Regions from separate parts of the Macaca fascicularis genome. Here region 1 is linked to region 2. The links are chromatin contacts, called in public Hi-C maps. All regions are on one chromosome and are shown on one strand. Each heading gives the region's core, a stretch centred on a gene start, on an enhancer-like site or on the middle of the called end of the contact. The rest is flanking DNA. Distances are from core to core; before and after follow the strand shown.

Evidence for each region. A called contact is a pair of places that touch in the nucleus more often than the background predicts.
Region 1: a Hi-C map of liver shows a contact between it and region 2, with 2.3 times the contacts expected there. The contact joins the enhancer-like site here to the promoter of FAM72A in region 2. A contact is called at or near these places in 2 of 2 Hi-C or Micro-C datasets (liver and skeletal muscle).

What each region holds. Positions count from the first base shown.
Region 1 is chr1:64,202,344-64,209,066 of T2T-MFA8v1.1, reverse strand. SRGAP2 (SLIT-ROBO Rho GTPase activating protein 2) reads right to left here. Exons shown (of 23, transcript XR_012432330.1): 5 at 180-242. Among named protein-coding and RNA genes, the nearest start is that of IKBKE, 88 kb to the left of the region's middle. Within about 2 kb of position 3,121, at least 3 of the 6 cell types and tissues checked have an H3K27ac peak or open chromatin away from gene starts, as enhancers often do. A contact at or near this core is called in liver, where this site is marked.
Region 2 is chr1:64,037,213-64,044,626 of T2T-MFA8v1.1, reverse strand. FAM72A (family with sequence similarity 72 member A) reads left to right here and starts at 4,468. Exons shown (of 5, transcript XM_015449113.3): 1 at 4,468-4,708; 2 at 5,401-7,075. The coding sequence starts at 6,924. SRGAP2 (SLIT-ROBO Rho GTPase activating protein 2) reads right to left here and starts at 5,419. Exons shown (of 23, transcript XR_012432330.1): 1 at 5,309-5,419; 2 at 2,919-3,527.

The DNA.
Region 1 (6,723 bases), core at 1,872-4,371, 170 kb before region 2:
ACTCATTCTGTTTTGAAAAGACGAGTGTGAAAAAAGAGATGGGTGGGGTCACCCCCAGTGGGGACCATGCACTTGTCCTCAACCTCAGTTCAGTTCTGTTGCTGACGTACTATGGCTGCAAGCTGCCAAATGCTGCTTCCCTCTGCTTATTAAAGAGTCAAGCAACCCATCTGATTTACCGAGTAGAGCTCGTTCAAGACCTTCATCAAATCATCTTGGAGCTGCTGGCCGACTTCTTTACTCTGCAAGGAAAGAGGAATGAAGGTTAATTGGGAAACAGAAGAGAGAGGAGGGAGCAATGAAGGCAAAAGCCGCACTGGCTCTACAAATAACCCAGACTCAATTAAGGCCCATTATTTAACCCAGCAAATCAGATAACCACTCCAATCAGACCCAATTATGGTCAGATTACTCAAAGAGTTTTAATAAAATGAAATGTGCCCTTTCTATAGCCCAGCAAAGGCAATTGCATGGAGGGAAAAAGGGTGGTAGCCTTTGATTTTTCTATTGGTCCCCGAAGAGCAGGACTGAAAGCCACATCCTACCTAGCAACTGTTGTTAGGTGGAACACGGTTTCTCAGATACTTGCAGTCAAGCATTCCAGAAGATTTCAAAGGAAAATAAGATGTGTAATGGGATGAAATAGGAAAAAGTATATAAACATCCAGGGACTTCAAAGTCCCTAACTAAATAGAAAACTCCAAACAGGATGGAACTATATTTCTTACTTGCTTTATTTCTACCCGAAACTCACAAGGCAGCGATATCTCAATATTGACTGCCTGCGAGATTAGCTGTTACTAGATGCTGAAAATCTATGTTAAGGGGTCTCCAACTAGTTAATCTTGAGCAGTGATGGCTCTTGGGTTCTTTGCTGCTGCCACCCAGGGCTGACATCTAACTACATAGAGCAGTAGAAATAAAGAATAGGGCTGGGCACGGTGGCTCACACCTGTAATCCCAGCACTTTGAGAGGCCGAGGTGGGTGGATCACCTGAGGTCGGGAATTTGAGACCGGCCTGGCCAACAAAGTGAAACCCCGTCTCTACTAAAAATACAAAAATTAGCCAGGCGTGATGGCACATGCCTGTAATCCCAGCTACTCAGGAGGCTGTGGCAGGGGAATCACTTGAACTCAGGAGGCGGAGGTTGCAAGGAGCTGAGATTGCGCCATTGCACTCCAGCCTGGGCGACAAGAGTGAGACGGTCTCAAAAAAAAAAAAAAAAAAAGAAAAGAAAGAATGAGGAAGCAGGAAGGAAACTGTCACACCTCCTATACTAAGTGTTATATGCCAAACCTAAGAGGGCTAACACTGATTGGCAGCATGGGTCATTGAGAGGGAAACCCCTTGTTTTATCTTTTGCCAGCTCCTTCTAGATCTTCCCTACTAGAAATTTGGATATCAAAATGCCATCCTAACAGAAGTTTTAATACTGTCTCCCATCCCTCCCACCATGGCTGCTAGCTCCCAGGCAAAAAAAGGAAGGTCTTTCATGTCAGATACACAATCATTTAAAATCTTGCTTTTTTTCAAGATACATATATCTCTACTTAAAAAATACTTTTTTTCTGATTACAAAAGTAATGTATGTTTATTATAATAAGGAAACTAGGAAACCTCAAAAAAGAAAACAAAAGTAACTCTTAAATGCCTACCACTAAGAAATCATCACTCTAAGGGTTGTTATGTATTTTTCTAATCTTCTCTATTTTTACAAAATTGGGATTGCATTATAAATCCTGTTTTGTAACTTATTCGCTTAAACATATGTTGTAAACATTTCCACATGTATTATTCTTCTATAGCATTATAATACATTATATTGATGCAGCTCCCATTCTTGGACATGTACTTTGCTTCTAAATTTTTGTGATAAAAAATGCCATATCACATTACTTTGTATATGATCTAATGCACACACCTTTCATTATTTTCTCCTAGAAATAACATTGCTGGGTCAAAGACTACCATTTATACCACTAAAATGCCTTTGAGAAAAACGGTACCAATTTAAAATAACACCAATAGCATATATGAATGTTTATTTCACATTTTATTGTCTTGATAATTTGATGTGGTATCCTCCTGTAATTTGCAGTCCTTTGATTCTAGTGAGCCTGAGCATTTTAAAAAATGTTTATCAGTCATTTTCATTTTTCTTTTATAATCTGTCATTTTCCTATTAAGGTGTTCTCTGCCCATTTTTTCTATTAAGGTATTCATTATGGAATATAACCTATGTGTAGCCTCTGTCATGAGTAGGCAAGAATTTTTACATCTGATAGTGGGGAAAGGGGTGGAAGGAGCCCTAAATTTGCAATCATAAGATTCTCTTTCTATTCCTGGCTCCTGCATTACCAAAGAGATAACTCTGGACATTACTCTTTGGCCCTCTGTTTTCCCTTCTATAAAATGAAAAGCTTCAGCTAAAACATTTCTAAGGTCTTTTCCAACCTCTGCCATTCTATGATTCTACATGATCTTCTGCCTGGCTTCTAGAGTCCATATTATCTTCAAACATCACTCCCTTTAGTGTACCGCTGGTTGGCTTAGAAGATAATGAGCAAGTTCTCCTAGGCGACCCAGATGCTCTACAAAATGGACGGGTTCAGGGGCATCTTGCCAGTCTTAAATTTACCATTCCCAGGGTCTCTCATCCAATGACCTCAACTGCTGGAAGAAGTCACAAGAGGGAATGCCTTTCATCTGTGATCTCACATACCAGCCTCTCCTTTCCATTGAGAGAAAAGCTGAGCTCCACTGAAGCAAGAGGCCCAAGGAGGTGAAGTGAGGCAACATGACTCACTCCGAGCCCCAGAGTCAGCAACAGGGTCAGGAAGTGACCATGAGTATCACTTCCCACTGCCCTGCCCTCCTGCCTCCGGGCCAGCTCCCCCTGCTAGCCTCCTATCGTTTCTTAACTCCTCCTTCTGTTTGAATGGCAGAGGTTAAAGGAGAAAGCTCCTATTCCTCTACCCTGTTGCTTACCCATGACTTAAATAACCTAGCCCCAGAATGGGGGATGGGGGAAGAAGAGGAGGGAAAAGAGTAACCAAAAAAACAGCAATTAAGCCCAGGCAGATGTTTCCTTTCATGTACTGATTAGTTGGGAGGACCACTCAGCGATTATCCCTGTTTATTTGAACAGGCTGCTGAAGTGATCTGACTTACCACTCCCTCTGGCTGAGGGTTGGGCTGGGAATACATGTGTAGCGAGCCCACTTAAAATGTACAATACAGCCTCTAGCAATCAGGAGAAATTCTGACACTAGGCCAGAGGCAGGAAATTGCCAGTGTCTCTCCTTTCACAGATGATAAAAGGCTATTCGTTCTCTGTTTCAGAAACCTTAACTGTGTGCCTTTGGGGGAAAGCGTGGTCCCAGGAAGGGCTTCCGTGCTGGCCACTGCAGCGGGGTTGACAGAGCTGGTTAGCCACAAGGGGGCCCCACCCAAAGACAAGGGGGACATTTATTCCCGGGAACAACAAAACCTGATGAGGCCGAGTACATGACAACGAAGACTGTAGAGCTTTTCTGTTCTCTATAAAAAGGCAAGAGGTTTCTAGACAGGGAAGAAAAAGAGAATTTACAGAGCAGTCTTTGTGTACTAACATACAGCCTGCATCTCTTTTCTTTAAAATTTCTTGGAAGAGAATGAGTCATCTAAACATTGCAGGAAACCAAATAGAAGTTGGGGGAAAAAATTACTTTGGACAAAGTTTTTCTCTTAAATGTTTGCATAGTAATCTTTGCCTGGAAAAAAAAAAAAGATGCCTAAATTTAGAATAGAGATGTGGCACAGTTAACAATGCTGGTTCTATGGGATGGGAAGTGTGATGGTGTGCCCAGGCTGGGATCTCTTATTTTGAAACTCACCACAACCGTTTGGCCAGAGTGTGTTTCACGGGGCGTCCACTCTGACTGCTGCCAAGGAGGGGCTGATCAGAAGACAATGAGATTGCAACAGCTCCTACCAGTTTTATGCTGACAAAATGGGTAGGAAAGCTTCATTTTCCAACAGATAACAGCATTGGAAACAGAACTGAAATGCACAGTGTCATTTCATCTCCCCAAGACAAGACTGTAATGTTCCAAAGCCTCCTTGCTCACAGAAAGGATGTAACAGCAGATATGTACGGAAACATGAGAATCCTAGGCATCTGGGATGCCTGGCCACTGGGCTGGTCACTCTTCCTTGGACCTCTTTAAATCAGCACGTTTCCTGAGCTTGGATGGGTTTGTCTTTCAGCGTTTCCCAAAGAACACCAACTATGAAAGAGATTTCAGACCTGTTCTCAACAGGGAGGTTACTTGTTACCGATTCTCTAGTTATTTAGATCAGCATTCATGTGCTTTCCAAGTTGGGGGGGGGGACTGTTGTTTATTGGTTATCTACGTCTCAAAGCTGTATTTTTTGACAGGCACAAAATTACCTCCTATTTGTATGAAAGAAGAAGAAAAAGAGGAAGGCATGTCTCTGCCATGTGGCAAGAGCTCATTTCAGCCCCATCCCAAGGCTGAGCCTGTCAGCAGGTAGGAACAGTAGGGTCATTTAGTTCTCTGCCATTTAGCCTGTATCAGCAGTTTTCCAAAAAAGAATCTAGTTTTCAAGGGCACATATCTCCCCCACAACCACGAGTATCCCCTCCCCACCCTAAAGATTGTTCAGAGACCAACTGTTAAAAAAAATACAGTTTAAAACTGAATTTATGTTACAGATTTCAGAGGAAAGGAACACGACCCTGTATTAAGCTCTGGCAGCAGAAGCACCACCATACATAAGGTGGTGGTTTCAGAAGCATTCACTCACCACTTCAAAGAGGCCACATTTCAGGAGCTGGCGCTTTGCCTGAAATGCTTTTGGTGGGGAGGAGAGCGCTAAAAGGAATGACTGTTTAGTAGCACGGCCAGTGCTAGGTGATGGTGAGCACTGTGTCTGGTCCTCTCCCTCACCTAACTTGGACCACCAAAATAGGTGGTACAGTGTGAGGCTGTATGCCAGTGTGAGGCTGTATGCCGAGGCTCTGGGGATTCAAGGGGTGATGATCCCGCAGGTCAGAGCTGAGAAATGACTTCTAGATTTCCCCTCCACCACACTACCTGCATATATGCAAGCAGAGCTCTTTCTATTCAGCATTCATTCATTGGTTAGGATACCACGACTTGGCTCTGAGAAAGATCAAACTCCAGTTAGGAACTTAAACTACGTGAAGCCCAAGGATGTATAAAACACAAATATACTTAATTGCAAAACTTTTATAGAGAGGTAGGCTAGGAGATGCCACAGTAGGGACACCAGAGGTGCTTTTGCCTTCTGAAGACAGGTTAGGCTAGGGTGTTAAAACAAAACAAAACAAAAAAAAAACATTTTTTATTGCAATACAGCATAATATGTGTCTATAATAAAAGTACTTATGTGTCTAGAGTTGGTTCCCTCCGGTGGGTTCTTGGTCTCGCTGACTTCAAGAATTAAGCTGTGGACCTTCACAGTGAGTGTTACAGCTCTTAAGAGTGCTGATTGGTGCATTTACAATCCTTTAGCTAGACACGGAGAGCTGATTGGTGCGTTTTTACAGAGTGCTGATTGGTGCATTTTTACAGAGTGCTGGTTGGTGCATTTACAATCCTCTAGCTAGACAGGAAAGTTCTCCAAGTCCCCACTCGACCCAGGAAGTCCAGCTGGCTTCACCTCTCACTTATGTGCTGTCCATTATGATATTTCCTATTCTTTTATCTTCTTTTTTTTTCTTCTTCTCTTTCTTTCTTTTTAGATACAAGGTCTTCCTCTATTGCCTAGGCTAGAATGCAGTGGCATGATCATAGCTCACTGCAGCCTTGAACTCTTGGGCTCAAATGTCATGTGATCCTCCTCCCTCAGCCTCCCATGCAGCTGGGACGACAGATGTGTACCACCACACTGGCTAATTTTTTAAATTTTTGTAGAGATGGGGTCTCACTGAGTTTGCTCAGGCAGGTCTCAAACTCCTGGCCTCAAACAATCCTCCTGCCTCATCTTCCCAAGTAGCTGGTAAAGGCATGGTTGGCTAATTTTTTAAAAACTGGTTTTTAGAGATGGGGTCTCGTGATGTTGCCCAGGCTGGTCTCAAACTCCTGGCCTAAAGATCCCCCCACCTCAGCTTCTTAGAGTAGCTGGGATTATATTCTCGAGCGACTGTGCCTGGCCTTCTCTATTTTTTTTATGTCGGTAATAACTCACTAAATTTATTTTACAACTCATTAATGAGTCATTATACACAGGTTTAAAAAGACCGGATATATACAAAAGTCTGTACTTGAGGAATTAATAAAGAAAATAGTGGTTTAGGGACTGTAGCCCACTAACTTATTTAGAAAGGAGCTAAAATAACTTGCCTTCTTGAAGTGGCTGATCAGATGTTTCAAAGCAGGTTCAATTATTGAACGCTGGCAAGGGAGAAATGGCTGGATTTTAGGGAGTGAGCAGTAAAGAGTCCATGAGCAAATATTTATAGAACATCTATGAAGTGTCAGGCACTTGTGGTCTGAATGCAAAACAGAAAGTTTAAAAGTTTACAATCTGTTGAGAAAGATGGACATTAATCTAACGTCTGGGCCCATCAGAATGCAATTCTTCCAATCTCAAAGGTATTACCAGAAATGGAATATCTTAAGTTAGTTTTTTAGTTTAAGATCAATTTTTTTTCCTGTCCCAGCCAAGAGGTTTCCACACCATAACCTAACTC
Region 2 (7,414 bases), core at 3,219-5,718:
TTTTACCTATTTTCCAAATAGGAAAACTGAGGCTCAGACGAGTCAGGTAACTTGCCCGAAGTGAAAGGCTAGCAACCGGCAGAACCAAGATTTAAACCTGAATCCCTTTGACTCTAAAAATTGCACTTAACCACCAAACCAAACGGCATAGCTGTTACAGTGATTTTCTTTTTGTCTTGGCATCTGTAAGAGAAGTAAGTCTGGCAGCACCATGAGTCCCATATAACACATAAAAAGCTGACACTCATAATAATTCTGACCCAGGGCTTCTAGCTAGTGGGGGGCAGAGCCAAATCAGATCGCAGGCCCTTTGTCTGCAAATTCTGCGCTGTTCCATAGAGAGCCCAGCTTCCAGAATATAAGCTCCACGAGGGTGGAGACTTTTTCTTCTTCCCAGCTGTATTGCCAATCCCCAGAACACATAGCAAGCACTCAATAAATAGTTAATAAATAAAGGAATGAAGTCAAGCTGCCATGGTTTGGCTGTGTGACTTTGGAAGGGCTTCTCATCCTCTCTAAGCCTCAGTTTCCTTATATGGTGAATGGAAGGTGATAATAATACCCATTTCCTGGGTTGATGTGAGGATTAAACCAGACCATTCATTTAAAGCACTTGGGACAGACTGGAACATAATGAGCAACCAAAATGTAATCTACTATTATCATTATCATTATTACTACCATTATTCATTGACAGATTTGGGCTCCTTAAGAATTTTTTATTTTTTTCCCACCCTGGTCAGATGATGTTTCATAGTAAAGATACAGAATAGGGAATTGAGAGTTGGTAAACCTGCTTCTAGTTTCAGATCTGCCACCATCTAGCTGTGTGACCTTGGACAAGCCTCTTCAGTTCTCTGTATTCTCCTCAGCTGTAAAATGAAGGACTAAACTATTCAAATCAGTTCCATAAGCATTCATCAGGCACCTTCTCAGAACAAGACATCATGCTCAGCCACCTATTAAATTCTATGATCCTGAATAGTATCAATGGAAAAATATCAGAGCAAAGCAAAACAGTCTCCTGTTTGTGGCAAGGTTGAAGAGAAAACCCAAATAGCCATCTGCATTACATCATCTCAATGAGCAATGTTTGTAAATATCCGAAGTGTTTAATTTTGAGACACTCTTGAGAAATCCATTGCCAAAAAGAAATTGGCAGATATGGTTCTATTAACACCTATTGCCTTGAACCTTCCAAAAAATAAACATTTAAAATCACTTTGCACCTTAGTCAAATGGCATGCTTCTGGAGAGAAATCTGGGAAGATCAAAGTTATTAACACTCCCGACGGCAACAGTTTAAGAATAGGATGTGTACAAAAAAAAAAAAGACATATCTGGTTAAAACTGCAGGGGGGATTCCAAGAGCAAATGCAGTGCATCTGGACAGGACACGGAGGTCAGTGGCCTATTGTTTACAAAAACAGGCCTGGATTATGAACAGTGACAAGAGGCCAAGACCTCAATTATAACTCACAACCACACCTCTCTCAATCCCAGTTCAACTGAAGCTATCAATCACTTAACTCCCCCATCTCTGTAATAAACCTACCAATGTTTTCATCCAAGTGGATAGAAGGCCCCTTAGGGTACCTCCAGCATTGACCAAACTAATGACATAAAAAAGATCCTGTAGGTACAATGAGGACTTCAGACTACCTTCCAACCTTCCAAGAGACAAGGGAGCTGCCCATTTCAAACTCTACCCCTACCCCCAACCCCCAGCAATCATTAGAGGGGAGACATGGCCCTTCCCAGGTCCTCTCTGATAGGAAAAGGTCTCCTTGCACTGGTGCAGGGAAAGGAGGGGCCCCTCCCTCTGTACTCTGAAACAAAGGAAAACCCAGAGCTCCAACCATGTGGTGTAACATTCAAGGCCACCCACCTCTTCCACTCTCCAGCTAAGGTCTCAATGGGCTGGAGCCACATGGCTCTTTCCAGTGACTGACCAGGAAGGGACAGTGCCTTGCACAAACACATGCTGCAGCTCTTTTAACAGGCAGGAACCCTTCCTATGGGAAGTGCTGGTTTAAAAAACGCTATCTGAGTAAGGGCTCTTATTCATGAGTCAAGTCAGACAGTCGACCAGATGAGAAGACAGGTCACTTGGTTTCTCCTAGTCCTCATTTTGCTTTACCCTTCACATTTTTCAGGAGAGGGAAATGGGGCTTTAAAAGCATGTCTTCTAGAGCAGAGGGTCACAGCACAGAAGGGTTAAACAATTATGTCTTCCCATTTTCCAGAATCAGCACCAACCGGCTACCCTAACAACTCTATTCAGATTTAGGTGAGGGCGGAGACCGGGCGTTGGTGGCCTTATTCCATGGTCTCTGATTGTATGCAGGCCGACCAGAGACCAGGCAGGTGCAAGGTGCACCCAAGGTGGCAATGGACTTTTGGTGCCAATGCCACAGCAAATCTCATGTTTTAATACAGTGCATCTGAAAAACCCCGCCTCTCCCAAGGCTCTCCAAATGGTACACCTTCTCAAGGTTGCCTTTCTGTCTGGACTCCTCTTCAATCTCTGAAACAAACGTCCAAACACCTGTCAGATTTCAGTTGTCTTTTAAGGAAACCTGACCCAGAGAACCGGAGGCAAATTGTGCCTTTCTCTAAGAGCCTCCTGCCCCTCCCCCCACCCTGTCCAGCTTGGGGGAAAGGGCTGCCAAAATCATGGTCAGCCCTACAAAGATACTCCTACAGCCCACTCCAAAAATTCCTTTCCAGTGTCAATGGCCCCTGGCACTGCCCATCCTTTGGAGGTTCAGACCCATCTATGAAACAAACCACCTCTGGGGTCAGCCTGCCCCCATCTGCTCCACCCAAAGAAATGAACAACCTGCAAATCACGGTGGAAATACACGCCTCACCAGTGCACAGAGCATTTGCAGTGTGCTATTTTTCAAAGCCCTTACCTTTGACCTGAGTATCGTACTCTGCTATGATCTCCTTATCCTTTTTGAATTTGGCTGGAGACGTCATGTTTTCCTTCTTTCTTCCAAATTCGAATTGTGAATTGATAGATCCACGGAAAAAATCCAAACACCTAAATCAATACCTCCAAGACCGCTTCTCTCGAGGGCACAAGGGGCCCCCCGCGGTGGTCTCCAGCGCTCCGTGGAGCGCGGGCTGCGGGCTGGGCAGGCGGCTACGGCGGGCACATGCAGACGGTGGGCGCTGGGGCCGGGTGCGGCGGCGGCTGGTGCCTGTGCTAGAGCCGGAGCCGCAGCCTCAGCATTAGCCGGGAGAACTGCAGCGCCCGGAGGCTGGCCTGGGGTCTGACATCAACGACACAGGCAGGGAGTGGAAGTCCTTCCGCACAACATGGTGTGGGGCTGCGGGGGTGTGGACGCGCCCAGCTGTGTCCCCGGGAGGGAGTGGGTGCTTTTCGGGGTACCGGGAGAGGGCTGGGCGTGCTTCGCGGTTTTTTGTCGTAGAGGCTCAAAGATGCTGCAAATCAAATCCCAAACGGGAGCCGCAGCAGCGCAGACTGGATCGGAAGTCGTTTGCTCCGGTTCACTTGCCTGTAAATGCAGGAAAAGGGGGAGGGGGCGATCAGCCAGAGCGCAGATCCTAATCGCGGCGGGGGTGGGGTAGGGGACGTCGTTCCGAGCCCGCCCTGGGCCCATTCCTGTCGGCTTAACGCCTCCTGGCCCGCAGAGCCCGGCGCGGCGAGGTGGGGAGGAAGGAAGCTCCCTCCGGATTTTGTTTTAAGGCTGAAAGAAAACACTTTGGAGCAGCCGCCTGCGCGGGCTTCGGGCGGGGACTGCAGGAACGCGGGGCACCGGGCGGGGACTGCGGCACCTCGGTGGCCTCCCGAGCCCCGCCAGCGTTGGGCAGCGGCCAGCCTGAGAGAGCCCTCCCGACCTAGCCCCGGACGGGGCCCCAGACCCCCGGCCGGGGCACCTCCCTGTACATCAAAGGGGATCAAAGCCGGGGAGGGACAAGCCACCCGGGCACAACTTTTCTTCTCCTCCCGCCCCTCCTCCCAGTTGTTTTGTTTTTGGTTACTAGCTTCTCTTGGCAGCAAAATGTTGGTGGCGGGGTGAGGGGGGGCAAATCTGCAGGAAAAAGCCTGCTCGGCACGGGACACATCCAGGAAAACAATGTGGTCAGCTGAAGCAGGAAACGGGTTAGAGGATAGGGTCGGAGCCGGGAAAACCGGGGGGCGGCGAGCGGAAGGCAGCCGTCGCCTCCCCCAAGCTAGGGACGATAGTGACTATAAATGCCACCTCCAAAATTTTTTTCCCACCCAAGCCCAGAGATCCCAGATATCGCACCCAATCCCAGGCTGGGGATGGGGGGAGGTCGGTGAGGTCGCAGTCCTGACTCCTCGCACCAGGCGGTGCCCGAGAAGATCCTGCCCCGGACCAGGCCCAGGAGGCGGGAGGGACGCAAGCGGGAGCGCGGAGCCCGGCGTCTAGCTCCCCCGCGTGCCGCAGCAGCGACCCTTCCTAGTTGGTCGTTCCTTTTCCTCCGAGCTCCGGGAGGAGGAAGCTCCCGCTAGCGTCTCCCACTTCCCACGGCTGGAGGAAGGGGCCACACTGAGGGAGCAAGACAGGGAGCAGAGGCGGCGGGCTTCAGGGGGGCGGGAAGCGGGAGGCGGGTGTGAGATGGGGTCCTGAGGCTGGAAGGGAGCCCGGGGACAAACGGAGTTGCACACGCTCGGAAGGCAGGAGGGGGCAAGGAGAAGGCTGCCTTAGAGGTGAGGTGAATTGGGGGACGATCTTGGGTCGCGATGTCGCGTGAAGCGCAAGGATGTCAGGAACTGTGGGGACCGAGATATGGTCTAGGAAAGGGAGTGGGCGAAGAGAAGTCCATCGGGGCGGGCCGGGGGGTGGGACTGGGGGAGAGCCCCGGAAGCTGAGCGAACACCCATCCTCCTAGGTCCTAGGCTGGGACCCGGGCTGTCCGCCAGGGCTGGGAGACAGTGGAGGAGGCCGGTCGATGGTTACGCGCGATGCCAACGACGACCGCCCCACGGCGGACCGCGGCTGCCCGTGTGCGGAGGAACGGGAGAGGCGGCTGGGTGCGGGCTAGGCTGCGGTCCGAGAGCCAGGACAGAGTCCCAGGCTGTACAGTGATGGGCGGAGAGACTCGCAGTCCTGAGAAGTATTATGGGCTGTACTGGGAGATTTGGAGAGGGTGGAGGGGGGGCGGTCTGAGGGATTCCGGGCGGCACCGCTAAGGCGATGCCGCGAGCAGCATCCGCGCCCTCTCCTTCCCGCCCCAGCCCGGGTTTGTTCAGTCAGGGCTCCAGCCCGGCGGCCGGGAGGAAGAAAAGGAAGAGGGAAGGAGCCTTTACCTGGCTCTGACGCGACGGGTCCCAGGCCCCCGGCTCCGCTTCCCACTCAGAGCTCTCCTCCCCTCTCTTCCCCGCCACCCGTTTCTACGCAGACCGCTGCCCCAGTCCCTTGAGGAGCCTCCGCCAACTCCGCAGGACCCCGCCGGGAAGCAGAGCCCACCCCTTTACCAATCACCGCCCGTTTTCTATCGACCGATGGGGCCCATAGCCAATAGGAAGAGCTGATCCCAAGAGGCCCGGAATGAGGGGGAGGAGCTGGCAAAACTTGGAGGTGTGACTAGCACTGCCGAGGCGTGGTCACAGATTAAGCTCCACCCGGGGCTGTCGAACCCCTGAGTAGAACTGATGGGCGGGATTAAGATGGAACCGACGACCAAACACAAACTCTTGAGCTAAGGCATGGCCAATTGGGCCGGGGTAGAGAGGAGGGGTGTTGCGGGTAATTTTAGCCAATAGAGAGTAGAGAGCGGTGGGGACTGTAGAACCTCTTCCAATAAGAAGCGGTAAGGGCGTGCCTCGCCACTTTCACTAGGGCAAAGGGAGGGTTTGCCGAAACCTCCCGAAACCGGCCAATGAGATCGGAGGCGGAGCCAAGTTCAGCCAACCAGAAAGCTGAACTGATCTCAGCACCGTTACTGGGCGGTGCCTACGGTCTTCGAGCCACTAAGCTCTCGTCAGGGGAGGCCCCGGAGCCTTCCAATGAGGGACTGGGGCGAACTCTAGTTCTTCCAATCGGTGCGCGGCGCTGGCAATTCAAACTGATACCGGGTTGGAGAGGCTGGAAAAGCGGAAGAGGGAGCGAAAACCAACGTGTTTGGTGACAGACCCCAGCGCCGACTGAGCCCCCAAAGCGACTTCAGCCTTGCCCCACCACCACCGCGCGCCCGGGAACAGCCGCTCCAGGAAGAGACCTGAGGGGACTGCGGGGGGCACGAGGGACAGCTGAGAGGAGGAAAGACGCGAGAGAAACAGCGCGAGCACGCTGAGGGCCGGGGGTTGCCAGGAAGGGGGCCCGCGGACCCGCAGAGCGGAGGAAAGTCCAGGAGAGAGGGGCGGGACGGAGGAGAACCCGGGATCGCCTGGCGGAAAAAGCGAAGGGAGTTTCTGAATCCTGGGAAGAGGAGAAGTGGGAAGGGACGCTTAGCCCGAGATCCGAGAGCAGGGAACGGGAGCGCTCCGCGGGAGGGGTTTAATGCTGGGAAAGGGGCCTCTTAAAAGAGGAGAAGCTTTAAATAAGACGATCGGAGAAGGCTGAGGGAATTGCTATGAAGGGGCAGGGGCTGAAGAGTAGAGGACTCCTTTAGACAGCAGAAAGGGAAAGCTGTTGAGAAGTTCCCTTCAAACCCCACCTGCCTCCTCTCCAATTCAAACTCCACTCCCTTCCCCAAAAGTTAAAAAGAAAAGCTAAGTTGCCGCGCTCCCCTGTTCCTACTCAATAAATACTTCTACTCCGCCACTGGGAAAACAGAAAAAAACTAATTTCCTTCCCAATATCAGAACTTAGAAAAGCTCGAGATCTCGCAACTTGAATTTTAGCCTAGGGGAATCAAAGTAGTAGGAGCACTGCTCTTGTTTCCTTTTTCAAAATCTCACACCTCATCCTTCCTGCGACACCATGTCTACCAACACTTGTAGTTTCAAGGACAGGTGCGTGTCCATCCTGTGTTGCAAATTCTGTAAACAAGTGCTCAGCTCTAGGGGAATGAAGGCTGTTTTGCTGGCTGATACTGAAATAGACCTTTTCTCTACAGACATCCCTCCTACCAAGTAAGTCATGCTAGTGGCGGGCAACGGTAGCTTTTAACTAAATGGGAACACTTATGGCTTGGATCTGTGGGAGTCAACAAAGAGGTTATCATTTCGGTGTTCCAGCCACTCCCACCAGTTTGATGATCCCCTTGGAATATATCTAAGTGGGCAGACTGTCTGGACAAAGTCTGTGGTTTAGCCAAGGTGGTCAGTCCTGATATAATGCTTCTAGTTCAATTATAGTCATATGACCACACATCTCTTAAGTTTGATTCCCCTTTCAGTGCCCTGCCCAACCATCCTATTTCGCTGAATCAAGTCCATGACGTAGACTCTAGGTAAATTCAGGCGAAATTT